Regions from separate parts of the Astyanax mexicanus genome. Here region 1 is linked to region 2. Evidence: chromatin contacts called from public Hi-C data. All regions are on one chromosome and are shown on one strand. Each heading gives the region's core, a stretch centred on a gene start, on an enhancer-like site or on the middle of the called end of the contact. The rest is flanking DNA. Distances are from core to core; before and after follow the strand shown. Region 1 holds the start of sesn1 (sestrin 1). Region 2 holds the start of foxo3b (forkhead box O3b).

The links. Hi-C and Micro-C count contacts between places; a contact is called where the count stands out from the background.
Region 1: a contact with region 2 is called in a Hi-C map of muscle, with 5 times the contacts expected there. The contact joins the promoter of sesn1 here to the promoter of foxo3b in region 2. A contact is called at or near these places in 3 of 3 Hi-C or Micro-C datasets (blood and muscle).

Annotation. Positions count from the first base shown.
Region 1 is chr1:53,227,748-53,230,447 of AstMex3_surface, forward strand. It overlaps sesn1 (sestrin 1), which reads right to left and starts at 1,251. Exons shown (of 11, transcript XM_007255673.4): 1 at 1,190-1,251; 2 at 1-135. The coding sequence starts at 98.
Region 2 is chr1:53,082,074-53,084,773 of AstMex3_surface, forward strand. It overlaps foxo3b (forkhead box O3b), which reads left to right and starts at 1,264. Exons shown (of 4, transcript XM_007255675.4): 1 at 1,264-1,843; 2 at 2,208-2,700. The coding sequence starts at 2,414.

The sequences.
Region 1 (2,700 bases), core at 1-2,500, 150 kb after region 2:
ATCACCTCCTGATGAAGGCTCTCCATGGCTGCATCTCTGGAGCCAGCATCACGACTCGCCAACCCTTCCCAGGTTGCTCCACTGTCTCTGCTGTCCATCTCTGTGATGATATTCTTAAGCTTTTAGTTCTGTGGGCTGTGAGAACAGAAAAAAACTAAGATCAGGTCTGTCAGATGTGCTGTTCACAGTAGTCTCCTAATACAAATCTGCAGTTCAGACATTGATACGTGCAACATTAAAAAATATACAGCACTGGAAAAAATAAGAGACCATTAAAAAAAACAATGAGCTTTGATTTTACTATATAATCAAGAGGAAGATGGATGATCACAAGCCAACAAACCAAGCTGAACTGCTTGTATTTTTGCACCAGGAGTGGCATAAAGTTATCCAAAAGCAGTGTGTAAGACTGGTGGAGAAGAACATGCCAAGATGCATGAAAACTGTGATTAAGAACCAGGGTTATTGCACCAAATATTGATTTCTGAACTTCGTTTTCTTTGCATTTTTTGAGGTCTGAAGGCTATGCATCTTTTTTGTTATTTCAGCCATTTCTCATTTGCTGCAAATAAATGCTCTAAATGACAACATTTTTATTTGGATTTCGGGAGAAATGTTGTCCGTAGTTTATAGAATAAAAAAAAACAACGTTCATTTTACCTAAACATATAACTTACGTATGAATAGCAAAATCAGAGAAACTGATTCAGATCTCTTACTTTTTTTTCCAGAACTGTACTTAAATACCACAGATCAGAAACAGCGGGATACTGGGTCTGCATGGATCACTTTAATAGCTGCAATAAATGGACAGTCTTTTATTCTTTTATTAATACATGATTTTTTTGTTTTCTTATCAGGTGAGGAGGACTGACATAGTCTGACACCTCTTCATGGGTTCATAGCTCGAGCGCAGGTCCCTAGAAATATCTAGAGAAGTTAGGAAGAGCCTCACTTTTGACAAACATATAAAAACCAGCGGTCTGGTCTCGGGCGGACTATAAAAAAACATCACCGAATAACGTTTTTCCGCAGCTATGAAGTTGTGTTAGCCGCGGCTGGTCCATTCAATCCTCTTACAATGACCCGTAACAACAGAGAACGAGCTGATACTGAAGAAAAGGCAGAGTCACACACACAGCAAAGCGGTCTGCTGGAGCACTGCGGAATGTCAGAGGTCAATACTCACAGATTTTCACATTCTTTCTGGCTCTTTCTGCGCCCGACGGACCGTCCCCTGATCGCTCTCCCGTCCTGAACAGCAGCAGCTCTCAGGAGGAGTGTCTTCGGCGCAGCCTAGAGAAAACACGTGATGGACAGGGACTGCGGACCAATAGGGTTCGCGGAAATGACAAGTGGGCGGACACAGCGACCTATTCACCAATCAGCGCACGCTTGGGGCGTTTCTAACAACATGCCGGGCGGACTTTTGGGTATTGTAGTGTACGGGCGTTTTAACTGCTATACCGCTGAACGAGGCTTCAGAAAACAGGAGACCTCAACTACCGACATCCACAGAGGGAGCTGTTAACTTCTACAGCCCCGCCACCACTTGTTTATCTCAAAACCTTATAATTTACGTAAAGCGTATAGAAGCACATCCCCGGCTTTTATTACCACCCAGACTAATAAACCAAACCCTTCACACAGAAACGCGCTTAATAACATTAACCAACAACTCGCTGTTAAACAACATTCACTGCTAGAAAGAGGAAAATACACTGCACAGCACTGGCTCATTGATATTCAGTCTTCATCATCTGCTGTGACTGCATCAAGAGAAGGAATGTGTTAATATGAAACTGAGGTTTCTTCATTTTTTAAAGTAAATTCATATTTTTAATGCTTGAGGTTGTTAGTTTTTGTGCACTCTGTTTGATGGTGGTTTCTATAAATGCACTCAAAAATGAAACATTCATCACATGTGCACTGCAGATAGGTCAAATTCTGTAATAGAATTCAGCTAATGAATGAATGTAAAAAAAATGAATGTATTTAGTAGAAATAAAATAAAACATACACTTATGAAACTGTGCCAGCACAAAATTAAGATTTAAATCACTGGTAATAAAAATTATTCCCTATTTACATTAGAATCAAGAAGCTCATGTCCTGTGTAGGTTCTAGCAGCACTTTGTTGGTATATGTAAGCAGGCTTTCAGGTATAACCCAATTCTGCCCTTACTAATCTAGGAACATTCTTAGCACAGATATCTGATGCTGGGCATGTATTTATTTAAATGAAAAATGCAATGTAAATACATTTAAAATATATATTTTAATTTCACAATGTATTTCAAACAATTACTGTATTCATTAAAAATATATTGTTTCCATATAGTATCAAGTGAACTGCTCTGAAAACTGCTTCTGCATCTCTAGCATATTAAGATTTAAAAAGTTTCAGTCACCTGTGAGTAGGTAGTGTTAGGCTGAGAAATGCACAGGTGGCGAGTCATTATCAATACTGTTGGATCATTAAGTTCACAGTAAATAATATGTTTTATATCCACAGTCCACCTTCCTTCAGAAAAGAAAATAAATAGCACAAAAAATGTTGACCGCTATGATTGTTAATGCTGAAAAAATAGCAGTGGAGAGCATGTTAGTCCTTTGAGAACTGTGTAACAACAGCATCTAAATGTAACTAAATGAAGTTTTTGTTTTCATTTGTTCTCAGTGAACATACAAGGTTTGCTC
Region 2 (2,700 bases), core at 14-2,513:
TAAACCCTACTAATATATAACATTAGTATATATAGTATATATTAGTATATATCTCAATATATATATATAAAAATATTTTTGACCAGTACAAGTTATGGTTTTGTTTGAGTTTGATGCCTTAGCTTGTCTATAAGAATGTTAAATCAGACCAGTGATGTATAGTAACAAAGCAGAACTACTTCAGTTCTGTATCTGTATCTACTGGAGTATTATATGTTTCTCTTACTCACACTTTTACTTCAATACATATTTTGATGAGTTTAATATTTTTACTCCCATACATATTTGTTATGAATCATTTTAAATCCACATTATCACTAAAGCCAGAGCAGTAGATGATCTGCACTGTCACCGGATAAAATGAAGCTCCTTATCATTGAGTGAATCAATCAATCAAGCTGACCTTATAAGAAGACCTCACTGCTTCTTCACTCTAAGAACTTTTTTACTGCTTTTTTGTAATAACAACATAACACAGTACTGTACTTTTTCTTTCACTAGTACATTTTAAAATATACTACTTGGTATAAGTACCAAAAAATACAGATATGTTAGTACTTTCATTTAGGTTAAAAAACATCTTAAGGTGCTTAAAGAACAGCTTCTATGCAAGTCACTTTTTTGATAAAGAACTTGTACTTTTACTCAAGTCTGGGTCTCTAGTACTTTATACATGTCTGAACTTTATACATGTCTGAACTATGTCCAGGCTAGAGAACCAGTATAACCACGTTTGACCATGCTGGTTGACTAGTATGCCCTGTAAAACAAAGCTGGTTGGCCAGCATGACCAAAATAAAAAATGTAACATACTTTATGCTGGTCAAGAACTGGTTTGTCAGCTTTTAAGACCAAAGACCAGCTTAAATCATCCACAACCAGCTGTCAGCAACAGGCTGTTTGGATCTGGATTTTCCAGCAGGGACATTACTATACTGTAATTGTCTCCTCGTCACTGCGTGGTTATGATACGATATAATATGATATGATATGATATAAAATGATATGATATGAAATGTCCACAGCTGATAAAGGGTGTCTGGTTTCATGAGGGCGCCACATGCCGCGTTTTATTCTTACACAACGCGGTCTATATTTGGCCGTCCAAATGCGCCGATAACATCTCGCGTGTCTTGCCTGAACATGCCCTTGTGTGCGGGAGTGTGCGCGCGCGCTTTTACTGTACTCTGGAGCTGTGGCCCTTTAAAAGGCGATCCCATGCATGAGAGGTGGAGAGGCAGAGTGTGTGTGTGTATGTATATGTGTGTGTGTGTTGGAGAGAGGGGGAGGGGGAGGTCTGACGGGGTTAGCCTACATCTCCTTTTCTCTGTCTCTCCACTCAGACGTGTGTGTGTAAGTTGAAGCGCTGAGAGAGGAGCGAGTGCTCAGGGTTTAGCAGCAGCAGCTCCAGTGCTGTAGTAATAATGGGCTGCGTCGGGGCGACAGTGGCAGCGTAGCGAGCGGTTCTGCTGCTTTTAGGCGTCTTTGTTACAGCGAGACGCTACAACGCGGTTCTCTCTCTCTCTTTCTTTCTCTCTTTATCTGTGCGCTTTGAGACGACACTCACTCTTTCTCGCTCTCTTTCTCTCGTCGTTTAATCAACTTCAACAAAGATTATACGTCAATGTGGAAGCGCTCAGGACTGACTTTGTGTTTCTCCAAACTCCGCCTGAATGACTTGAACCTGCCGTGACTTTGGTGCTGAATGGCTTTGTTTTATTTGTGACGTTGTGGCTTCGGAGGCTGCATTACATCAGTGGTGCTCGGGCTGATCTCAAGTGCGACACTGGAGTGGAGCTCTAAAGATCTTGCAGGATCTGAACTGCTGCACCGTCAGAAAAAGGTATGACATTTTTATACAGTTTTGCTCAAATTAGTGCATCAGATTAGTACGACTCTTCTTTAAAAAAAAAACATAGCGACAAACAATTGCAAAAAAATACAAAAACAATATGTGTTTGAAATAAAGGGACTGAGACATGGTTATTAATACTCTTGATGTTTACCACCTCAGTGACAGCATCATTTTTTCTGATTGTGTAGGTGAATGTCCTTTGTTGAAGCGTAATACCAGTATAGTACCAGGTCCAGTATTACAACTACAGGCTACCAGCGATTGCACGATGCTCAGTGTGTGTTGATGAGTTATTAATTCTATTGCATGGAGAGCTTGTAGTGAGCGTGTCAATTCTCTGCTCACTCCGCAGGACGCAGTGTTGAGTGGGGGAGCGTACCGTCTGCTTCAGGGGTCTCACTGCCTCACTGCGGACGAGCATTCATGGAATTGGACTGTGACAGCGCGCCTCTACCTGTCTGAGTGAGAAGCCCTCGTGACTCTCTCTCACACACACACACACGTACACTCACTCACACACACATTATCGTCTCTTTCTCTGTCCGTCGGAGCTCCACGATGGCGGACTCGGCGTCCCCGGAGCCCCTGTCACCGCTGGAGGTGGCCATCGATCCGGACTTCGAGCCTCAGAAGCGCCCGCGGTCGTGCACGTGGCCGCTGCCCGAGTCCGGCTCGATCAAGCCAGGGGCTGCCGATACGGACATCATCCCGGAGGAGGAGGACGATGAGGAGGACGGGGGCGGGATGAACGCTGTGAACGCGAGCAGCGGCAGCGACGGCGCGGGCAGCCCCGGTGCGCCGCCGGAGTCGAGCGCCAACGGAGGCGCGGGGACCGCGGGCGCGCA